3 separate regions of the Mus musculus genome follow, and regions 1 and 2 are each linked to region 3. A link is a contact called in public Hi-C and promoter capture Hi-C data. All regions are on one chromosome and are shown on one strand. Each heading gives the region's core, a stretch centred on a gene start, on an enhancer-like site or on the middle of the called end of the contact. The rest is flanking DNA. Distances are from core to core; before and after follow the strand shown. Region 1 has its middle 76 kb from the start of Gm41649. Region 2 overlaps Fbxo11 (F-box protein 11). Region 3 holds the start of Ppp1r21 (protein phosphatase 1, regulatory subunit 21).

What was found. Promoter capture Hi-C pulls out the DNA fragments that hold promoters and counts their contacts. Hi-C and Micro-C count contacts between places; a contact is called where the count stands out from the background.
Region 1: a contact with region 3 is called in a Hi-C map of the N1E-115 cell line, with 6 times the contacts expected there. The contact joins the enhancer-like site here to the promoter of Ppp1r21 in region 3. A contact is called at or near these places in 1 of 39 promoter capture datasets (pre-B cells), 4 of 484 Hi-C or Micro-C datasets (the G1E-ER4 cell line, the N1E-115 cell line, pre-B cells and 1 more) and 2 of 115 datasets of contacts at active chromatin or transcription factors (astrocytes and embryonic stem cells).
Region 2: a promoter capture Hi-C map of the HPC-7 cell line shows a contact between it and region 3. The contact joins the enhancer-like site here to the promoter of Ppp1r21 in region 3. A contact is called at or near these places in 21 of 39 promoter capture datasets (the 3T3-L1 cell line, 3T3-L1-derived adipocytes, the C10 cell line and 13 more), 4 of 484 Hi-C or Micro-C datasets (B cells, bone marrow-derived macrophages, brown adipocytes and 1 more), 4 of 115 datasets of contacts at active chromatin or transcription factors (astrocytes, bone marrow-derived macrophages, embryonic basal ganglia and 1 more) and 4 of 9 other capture datasets (adipose tissue, liver, macrophages and 1 more).

Annotation. Positions count from the first base shown.
Region 1 is chr17:87,875,883-87,879,295 of GRCm38.p6, reverse strand. No RefSeq gene overlaps it. Among named protein-coding and RNA genes, the nearest start is that of Gm41649, 76 kb to the right of the region's middle. Within about 2 kb of position 1,630, at least 97 of the 459 cell types and tissues checked have an H3K27ac peak or open chromatin away from gene starts, as enhancers often do. A contact at or near this core is called in the N1E-115 cell line, astrocytes and embryonic stem cells, where this site is marked.
Region 2 is chr17:88,013,199-88,016,972 of GRCm38.p6, reverse strand. It overlaps Fbxo11 (F-box protein 11), which reads left to right. Exons shown (of 23, transcript NM_001081034.3): 2 at 1,261-1,385; 3 at 1,493-1,574; 4 at 2,423-2,567. Among named protein-coding and RNA genes, the nearest start is that of Msh6, 40 kb to the right of the region's middle. Within about 2 kb of position 2,377, at least 8 of the 459 cell types and tissues checked have an H3K27ac peak or open chromatin away from gene starts, as enhancers often do. A contact at or near this core is called in the HPC-7 cell line, where this site is marked.
Region 3 is chr17:88,528,817-88,532,217 of GRCm38.p6, reverse strand. It overlaps Ppp1r21 (protein phosphatase 1, regulatory subunit 21), which reads right to left and starts at 2,094. Exons shown (of 22, transcript NM_028658.4): 1 at 1,900-2,094. The coding sequence starts at 1,956.

The sequences.
Region 1 (3,413 bases), core at 381-2,880, 650 kb after region 3:
GCAGGAGACTGTGGGTTCAATTCCCACCATCCTAAAAAACAAACACATGGACACTATACAGAGGGAGGGTCCCTGCCAGGGGTCAGGAGCTTTCATGGTCTCTATTCCCAGGTGGGCCTGAATCACCCGTGAGGCACGCAGCTGATCACCATGCTGCTACAAAGGCAGAAGGGTCCAAGGGGAGCCCTGCTGTTCGAGCTATGCAGGTTCTTATCCCCCATGGCATAGCAGAGCTAGACGGGGTGGCTGACCCTCAGCTGGCAGATCGTCAGAAGATGACCCTTTCACAGGGTCACACATCAGATACCCTGCATGTCAGATCATGATCACAGTAGTGGCAAAATTACAGTTATGAAGTAGTAATGAAAATAACTTTATGGTTGGAGGCACTGCAACGTGAGGAACTGTGTTAAAGGGTTGCAGCATTAGGAAGGCTGAGAACCACTGCTCGAGGCAATGACCAGTCTGGATTCCTGCCGTGAGGGTTAGGGCTACATTTACAGGCAGTGTCCTGCCCTCCCAAGCTTGGCTTTAAATATATGCACACATTAGTTATGGGTCAAGAGGTAAAGCCACCTAATAAGCAGCTTATTGTCAGCTCCTCCCCCCAAAACTCAGGACAAATGGCTAACAGCGGTGTCTATTTAACAACCCAGGCTTCCAGGCGCTCTCTGTTCTCACCAAGCTCCTGTTAGAGTCCTGGTATCTCTGCATTTCTCACCACCCCAACCCCATCCTCCATTCCCTACCCCTACTCTCTGCCCTAAACTCTCCCCTCCCCTCCCCTCCCCTCCCCTCCCCTCCCCTCCCCTCCCCTTCCCTAAACTACCCTTCCTCTAGCTTCTCCTTTCTACATAAACCTGCCATTTAGGCCGTGCTTTCTTGGTTCTTCCGCTCTTGGCCATCTTTGCTCTCTTGGGTCTTCTCTTGGTCCTTCTTCCTCATATCTACCATAAGAACCTCTCTACAACAATACCTAGAATGGTCATGCCCTTTCTCATTTACTTATCAGACCCTTTCTCCCACAAAAAAAAAAGAGCTGCAGGTGACATGACAGGCCTCTGCCATGGGTTAGTTTCTGGCTTCCCAAAGGCTATGGCACCAGGAACCTCAGGATGTGATCTTATTTAGAATCAAGGACTCTGTCGATGTAATTAAATAAGACTGTTGTGATGAACACACAACACAGATTAGGTTGTGCCCTAAATCTACGCGAATGTCCCCAGAAGGGACAGGAAAGACACAGTCACAGGAAGGAAAAGCTGCCTGAGGATGGAGAGTTGGCGCCCCCTGTCTGCAAGCCAGGGGGCGTCAGAGAGCGCCGGAGCCAGTGGGAGTTAAGACCCAGGCCGCACAGCTCAGAGCCTCCCTCAGAGCTTCTAGAAAGAATGCGCCCCGAGAACACACCATTGTGGATCTCCCAGAAGTGAAGCGTCAGCGGAAGAGAGAACCTGGGTTCTGAAGACTACACAGGAACTTCTCGAGTTAATTAAAGGCTAGGCCTGCTGCTGTGTGACCCGCGAGAAGGAAGCTAGAGTGGTTTCTTTGCTTGAAGGAAAGTGTCCAGGGCCAGCCAGGCCACACTCCAGGTCCCGGGGGAGCAAGGGCATTGTCTACAGTTGCTGTGTCTCTAATGGGGAAGGTGTGTCTGTCCTGTCGCTAGGAAACAGGCAGCCAGGCCTGCAGGCTCTCAGCCTGGAGCGAAGGCAGATGGTGACAAGATTAAATAGTGCCTTTCATTTCAACATAGGAAATGTTTTCAATTCTCCTTTCTTCACGTCTCTAAAAAAAGGCAAGTGGCGGAAGCGCCCTACTGGAAATTTATTAACAAAAGCCCAGGCAGGCCCCAAAAAAGCAGACTTTTTCTTTTCAAGTATTTCCCCCAGGCAACCGGCAGTCGCGTCGAGGGTGGACGCCCTTGTTTTACACCAGGACTGCCATCCAGCTCCTGAGCTTTGAGTTCTCTCCATCATCTGGGAGGCGCTCCTCCCACCATTCCACAGATGAGATGGACAGGAACAAGTCCCCTCATCCTCGGGGATTCAGACACTACATATGTCACAGATAGTACATATGTTGTGGTTTTTTAAAAAAAATACATACCTATGATAAAGTTTAATGTTTAAGTTAGGCACAGGAAGGTGTAATGTCAGCACCCTGAACGCAAAGCAAAGAGGGTTACCCTGAGTTCCAGGACATCCTGGACTACATAGTGAGTCCTAGGTAGTGAGCCTGGGCTACATAGCAAGACCCTCTCTCAAGAATCAAACACTAAATATATAAACAATAATGAATTCAACACAGATTGATCAGGAACTAGGGTCACTGTAACAATACTGTTGAGTGCAGACCGCACCTGCCCCGCATGATTCTCCCATGGTCTTCGGGCTGTGCCTCGCCCTGAGAGAGTTCATTTTGGAGAAGGTTGGCTCTACCTTGGCGGGCATGTGGCATCACCAGTGTTGAAGGACAGACTGATGGAGGTTTTATCCCTGAGTGTGGAAAGGGTGTCACCCTGTACACTTGTCAAGGTGAACTGGGATTGTAGGAGCATGTGAGTGTGTTAAAATCGCACTCTGGACACACCGGGCTCAGGGATGTCCTGAGGCAGAGCTCCTTTATCTGAAGAGGAATTCTGTCTTACAATACCCCTCCCCCCAACTCACAGTCTGTTAGGTGACCATCCTCTGTGTATCAGGGGACAAAATAGTAGAGAACTCTCCACTGTACCAGGGACTTCCAGTTCAGCTCAGTCCCCACTGTTGCCTGTCTCCTCTGCAGCCAGACTCAGCTCCGAAGCTCCGCCTCTAACCGTGAGTCAGCAGCAGCCAGCCCTACAGTAGCACCCTCCAGCCCTGGTGACCTGCTCTGTCCCCAGGGTCCTGCTCTACCCCAGGTGACCAGCTCTATCTACTCACCTTGCACCTTGCCTCTCCATTGATTTCAGCTTCCCAGTTTTGGTTTCTCAAAACTCTTCACTCCGACTTCTTACAGGAATTCCATAAACATATGTCTGGCTGTCTCTGGAAATATGTTCCCTCTCCTACACCCAGCCACCCCCGCCCTCCACTGTATGTGATGTATGATCTAAGGGTTACTGTTAGTGATAAGAGAAGAATAAAAGAATGTGTGTCGGACCACAAGGGCAAGGACAGTGTGACTACCTGACAGATTGCTGCCAATGAAGCTACTGGATCTTCTGACAACAAATAGAAAGATAAATAGCACTCATGTGTCTGACAGAGCGCGCCCACGATAAATATACTGTAAACAGGGTGCTAGGTGAATGTAATCTCTCTTCATGGTCTCTCAAAATAGCTCATTGTATTATACTTGCCCTCTCTGTTCTTCTGATCATCCCTTGGCCTGGTGAGGCCACGCTGTGTGTACCTGGCCTGGTGTGCCCACACTGT
Region 2 (3,774 bases), core at 1,128-3,627, 520 kb after region 3:
TGGGTTATTTGATGCTCTAGCATGACTTTGCCTTTTTAAGCTGACTTCCACATTTTATTTATTTATTTATTTATTTATTTATTTATTTAGAGCGTTTTCTTTCTGCCACAAGATATTCTAGGCTTATTTTGTACTTTCTTGCCCTACGGCCCTGAGATCTACCATTATCCCAACAAGGATGAAAATGTCCTTTTATAGAAAATTACTCAGAAGCGAGGTCCAGCCCAGCCATGCTCCTTATTTTGGGAAGCTTTGTGTTCTTAGCTGTGAAGAGAGCTACTACTGATAAGCACCGTTTCCGTGCACATCTGAGTATTTACATCTGCAGTTCTATAGCTGCCTGAAAATCAATAACTTCACACTTTATACCTTTAATTCTAGGCTCAACATCAAAAGGCTTACTGGTGCCTTCTGGTTCTTTGCTTGTTTGATTTTGTTTTTTGTTTTTATATGTATATGTGTACATTTATAGCTGTTTTCTTGAGCAGAAATCAGGCTTCCATTATCCTGTGTGTTTACTTGGCCTCATATATTTTGTTTTTGTTTTTTCGAGACAGGGTTTCTCTGTGTAGCCCTGGCTGTCCTGGAACTCACTTTGTAGACCAGGCTGGCCTCGAACTCAGAAATCTGCCTGCCTCTGCCTCCCTTCTGGGATTAAAGGCGTGTGCCACCACGCCCGGCTCTTGGTCTCATTTTACTTAGTTCTGCGTAAGTGTCTGCTATCCCCTCACCTTGGTGAGGCTCTCTTCCTGCTCTGCCTGAGTCCGCTCCCTTTCCCTCCCTGTTGCAAATTTCCCTCGTGCTCTTAGTCTGTAGCTTCCCCTAGCTGGTGTCTAATACACAGCAGGTGACCCACCACCCCACCCCCCCATCCCCCCCACCCCCCCCATCCCCCCCACCCCCCCATCCCCCCCACCCCCCCCATCCCCCCCACCCCCCCATCCCCCCCACCCCCCCATCCCCCCCACCCCCCATCCCCCCCACCCCCCCCCCATCCCCCCCACCCCCGAGACTTTGCGGTGGCACGGCTTGCCTGTCTGCTCACTTCACTCTGCTCTGTCCTGTTCTTCGGAACGACACATCTCTTCACACACCCCCTTTTTTTTCTTAAAGTTTTTCCAAGTTCTATAAGATGTGGAATATCTGCCAGATAGTCATCCAGTCGGCTGGAATTCCATACAAAATTCTGTTCTTCCTTCTCTTGCCAAATTTGACATTTTAGTAAAAGGACTGACCCCATTTTTCTTTTCTGTTTTACAGATGATGTTCCTGCAGATATGGTTGCAGAAGAATCAGGTCCTGGTGCACAAAATAGTCCATACCAACTTCGCAGAAAAACTCTTTTGCCAAAAAGAACAGCGTGTCCTACAAAGAGCAGTATGGAGGTTAGTTCATTGTAATTGTTTTTGTAATGAAAAAAATGGGTCACGTTTTTAGAGAATTATATACAGTAGGAATACTTCATTGATAAGTTTTCTTCTTGGTTTTGAAGGGTGCCTCTACTTCGACTACAGAAAACTTTGGTCATCGAGCAAAGCGTGCAAGAGTGTCTGGAAAGTCACAAGATCTTTCAGGTATTTTGAATGGGAAGTGAAGTTTTAAAAGTTTATATTTGAGCCTAGGTGTAGTGACACATGATTTTAATCCTAGCATTTAGGAGTCAGAGGCAGGGGATCTCTGAGTTCAAGACCATGCTGGAGAGTTTCAGGACAGTTAGGGCCATATAGAGAGTCTAGTGATGACGGTGATGATGGTGATGATATGGTAAGTGAAACCGAAAACTAAATATTATCTGAAGATATTGAGTAGTTACTATTTTAAAGTACTTAGAGCTCTAATCTTTCCCTCTATAACTTATTTTAAAATTTATTTTTACTTTTAATTATGTGTGCTTCTGTGGCTAAATAAGCTGGAAGGAGGGCATTGGGTTTCCTGGAGCTGGATCTACAGGCTGTTGTGAGCTTCAGGTTATAGGTGCTGAGAACCAAAAAAGGGTCCTCCGCACGACCCGTACAAAGTTAAATGATGAGCTGTCTTTCCATCCTGTCTTATTTTTATATAAAAGTTTTTGGGTTTTGTTTTTTGTTTTTTAATAGCCACACTAAATGGTATAGCCATAACCACTTGGGAGGCTAAAGGGCTGGAAAAGGAAGTTAGAGTGAGTTCAAGACCAGCCTAGGAAGCTTTTCAAGACTGCCTTAAACACAAAACAGACAAACAAACTAGATAACACATTGTGTGTGTGTGTGTGTGTGTGTGTGTGTGTGTGTGTGTGTGTGTGTGTGAGTGAGAGAGAGAGAGAGAGAGAGAGAGATAAAGGGAAAATAGATCAGTAAAGGCACTGTTTGTTAGATAAAATAATTTCTTTAGTGAGGAAGTCACCCTGTTAAATGACCCTGTCCTGTCTGTTAATCTCTGTTAGCAGCACCCGCTGAACAGTATCTTCAGGAGAAGCTGCCAGATGAAGTAGTTTTAAAAATATTTTCTTATTTGCTGGAACAAGACCTTTGTAGAGCTGCTTGCGTGTGTAAACGCTTCAGTGAGCTTGCTAATGATCCAATTTTGTGGTGAGTGATAGCTCCTGTTGCCTTGAAAGACGGACGGTGTGTGACACCGAAGCTGCAGGGAAGGGAGGTGGAAGGGTGGGCTTCTTGTTACAACTGAGTCATTAAAAGAAAATGACAATGGTTATCATAAATGTGGAGAACTTGTTAATCCAAGAAGTACTATAAACAAGAAGTTATTCCTGTCATTTACATTTCATAACAACCGAGCGATTTGCGAGGGAATCTTTTATTTATGGAGTCCAGTAGCATATTGAAGACAGAATCTTCTATAGCACAGGCTGGCCTCAAAATGACTATGTAGCTGAGGCTGCCCTTAAACTACCGATCCTCCTGTTTTCAGCCAACACTCCCAACTCATTTTGTTTTTACATTTGTTTGTTTGTTTGTTTTTATGAAGCAGAGTTGGGGTTTAACAAAGATATTTCAGTATAGACTATGTCTGTGTGAAGAAAGAGATGCTCAGAAGAAAGTAGGGCATGCCAGGAGCATGGGTGTGGCCTTACCAAAGAAAAGTCAGGTGAAGTAAGATATACCTAAGGGTTAATACAGGCTTCTCCAAGGAGTGCAGCCTCATTTTTTAAAAGCAGAGTTAGTTGGGTGTGGTAGCACACATCTTTAATCCATCCCCTGCAGAGGCTTGCAGAGTTCAAGGCCAGCTTGGCCTACAAAGAGAGTTGCAGGCAAGGCTAGGCTGCGTAGTGAGACCACGCACTGTGTGTTTGGTGAGGCTGTGCTTTCTGGGCTGGAGAGACAGGTCAGTGGTTAAGAGCGCTTATTGCCCTTACGCTGACCAGCACAGCCAGTTTAGGGTTCCAGTATCTTTTCGAGTCTCTGCAGGCACAGCACATATGTGGTGCATACATATATGCAGGTAAAACACACATACATTTTTTTGATTTATTAATTTATTAATATGTAAGTATACCGTAGCTGACTTCAGACACTCCAGAAAAGATTTTTGTTACGGATGGTTGTGAGCCACCATGTGGTTGCTTGGATTTGAACTCATGACCTTTGGGAGATCAGTCAGTGCTCTTACCTACTGAGCCATCTCAACAGCCCCATATTTTTTTAACTTTTAAATTTTGTTTGTTTGTTTGAAGCAGGGTTTTCCTGTGTGTAGCCCAGGCTGTCCTGAAACTTCAGTCTGTAGACCTAGCTGGCCTTGTGTCTGGATCTGCCTGCCTCTGCCTTCCGAGTGCTGAGA
Region 3 (3,401 bases), core at 845-3,344:
ACCCCACCCACACACACACACACACACACACACACACACACACAGACACAGACAGAGACACACACACACACACACACACACACACACTAATAAATAGATGGATAGATAGACGGATGGACGGACAGACGGGTGGATGGACAGATGGATGGTTGGGTTTCTTTGACCTTCCCATTGCACACATCTTATCTGAAATCCACAGCCCTCATGATCTAGCCCACTCTCCCTTCACCACACTCTGCCTGCCATGTATCTTAAGATGTTTTCAGGACAGCCAGCATAGGCTAACCGAGTTACATGGAAAGCTACCACTCTCTTCATCCCCTTCCCTACTCCCTAGTGTAAGGAACTCCCCCTTCCCCAGTGACCTCTCCTCTGAGCTGCGCTGACCATCACTTGCTACACTGTATCATAATTGCAGGCCACGCTAATTTAAGGGTCTATTAAAGGTGATTGTGCAGCTTGAACTCCGGCTTTCTCAACTGAGCCTGGCACACTGCTTGCGGGGTGCACATATAACATGAGTTTGTTGAACACATTAACATACCCAAAAGAATAAAACCTTTCCATGCCTTTCATTACTTTAGGAGGTGATATAATTATTCCCGCAACACGGCCACTGCTCTGAGCCCTTCTGGAACTCTACTCACTGGCCATTTGGAACCAAACTTTCAAAGTTATTTACCCTCCAGAGATGGAAATCGGGCCCCTTACTTTATATGCATGAAACATTTTCAACCAAAAATAGTAGTGGCAAATTTGGGCACTGCCATCCTCCACCCACCCTCCTTCGTTATATGGAACTGTTCCAAACAAGGGAATCCTCCCCCAAAAGACAATGCACTATCTCAGGCGCTGAGCCACAGAAGTCTACGAGGATTTCAGACGGAACTACAAAGGGAGTGGACAAGGTGAGTGATAAGCTGAATGCCATCAAGGCTCCCATCTGATGCTGAGGACTTAAGGGTGCACGCTTAGGTGCCAGTATCATTTCTTTATATTTCACTTTACCTTCCCAAATACAAGCTTAATAAAATCATAAAGGGGGATGTCGTACACTTGGGTTTTTTTTTTTTTCAAATTAGAAAAAGGGCGAAATCTTTTCATTGCTTCTGTGAATGCCAAGATAATTGGAAATTAAACACGACTACCGAATCCTTTTCAAAGGCGTGAGATTCTGCTTTAATAACTTCATTAGAATATTCTTCAGGCAGAAAACCCTACCCAGAAACTGCACCACCCTTGTCCAAGAAAAAGGTTTCACCATTTGAAAGACTGACACTTCAGAAGGCCGGGTCCCTGTTTTGCATAATTCTGTATTTAAGGAGAACCTGCGGTGTGCACTGCCCCATTCCACGGAAGGAAGGTGCAAGAGAAAAAGACATCAGCCCCACCACCCAAGCTGTCAAAATCAGTGGCGACAACATCTGTATTCCAAAGCACCCATCCCAATGAGGCCGTTTACGCTCCCAAACTGATGTGGTGGCAAATAAGTCGTTTTAACTTTAAAAGCATCTCCTCGCGAAAAGGAGATGGTGATTTCCCCATCATCGGGCGAACTGAGAAAGCAGAGAGCATAGGGTGGTCCCTCATTCCTCCCTTCCCCTCAGGCTAGCACCAAGAGCTGTGCCTTGGATTTCTGTCATTCCATTTCTAAGCCTGCTGGTCCAGCGAGAAGGAAGACTCAAACTCCAGCTCCTTTCTGCAGAGACGCACACGGACCCAGACACCGCCCGGCCCTATCTCCATGGAGCTGCAGGTGGAGGCATCGTAATGGTGGAAGCAGGAGGTGGAGAGGAGAGGAGGAGCCCTCTGCATCCCCCCCACCATCCCAAATCGCTGCCACGGCCAGCTGAGGCCTCCGGGCCAGAAACCCCTGTCTCCCCCACCCACGATGGGTACCTTCGAGTACTCCTGAGCCAGCTTCTGGTACTTCCCCTGCAACTCTGCGGAGGCCATGGCCTCCCCCGCCCCGTCCAGGCCTGGCCGCCCGGGCTGCCGAGCCCCGCCCCCCGCCCCCAACCCCACACTTGCTCCTCCCGGGCAGGGCTCAGCCAGCTTCTGCAGCACCGCCGCCGCCGCCGCGCCTCCTCCTCCTCCACTTCCGGGTTTCCAGGCGGGAGGGAGGAGGAGCGGGACCAGAGGCGGGGCGACCACCGGGGGCGGGGCGACGTCTTGACATCACCGCCCCGCCCTCTGGTGCTCCGGTTCGCGCATGTGCGGCCCGACGGACCCGCCTGTGCGGTGCTTTTGCCCCTCCTGAGACCCTAGACGCCATGTTGGAAGAGGCGGGAAGATGGCGACCCGTTTCCGGGCGAGCCAGAATCAAGCGGGAGGAGAATGAGTGCCTACGGAATGGATGGAACACCGAAGGGAGAGACAGAGGATGCAAGGAGAAGCATTCTAAGAACATCAAGAATTCTGGCTACCCAGTCCCCTAGTCGCCATAGCAACCGCCTAGCGTCAGTCGCTTGCTTCTTGGAAGCTTGTTTTCCGCCTTCTCATTCATTATCTGGATACCCAGACTTGTGCTACACTGTAAACCGTCCAACCTAGCACATATTTATACCGTTTGCCCTTCTCCCCTTCTCAGATCAGAAAACCTTCATTGTCTTCTGTGTTTTGTCATTGACCTTTCTCTACTCAAATGCCACATGCCCGCCCCTGACCCTTATTCATCTATCAGAACATTTTAAGCCGTAAAAGAACATACAGTTTCTGAAAATTTCTACCACGCATTGAGATGTAAAGACCATTAATGTTTTGTTTTGTTTTTAAAAAAAAAACGGCTAGACTAGATATCTTGAGATACCTTATGATGAAAAACTGCTCCTTTTCATTTAAAATATTTTTGACAGTTCTGTTGAGGATTAATGTAGGTATAGCATTGAAGTATTTCTTGTTAGAATAATATGAATGAAGAAAGATATGTGTTTCTTGAGACATAATATGACAGTTGAAACTAATGAACTACATTTGTACACAAACACATACATATGAACATTATGCTAAATAAGTCAATTGCACTGGGTGCAGCTGTATAAACCTTTAATCTCAGTACTTAGAAGGCAGACAGGCAAATGGATCTCTACTGGTTTACATATTAAGTTTCAGGCCAGCCAGTGAAACTCTGTCTTTAAAAAAAAAATAGTGAATTGTAATATACTATAAATAATCTTAAAAATTATGAAGTGGAAGTAGCCAGACATGTTTAGTCATACCAGCAGTCCTAGCATTTGGGAGGCTGAGGCATGAGGAAGTCAAGTTTGAGAGCAGTCTGGACTACACACACACAGTATGTACTGTGTGTGTGTGTGTGTGTGTGTGTGTATAATCTCCATAATATGTGAAGTAACATTATTCCGATTTTTATTTTATTTAATGTATATGAGTACACTGTAGCT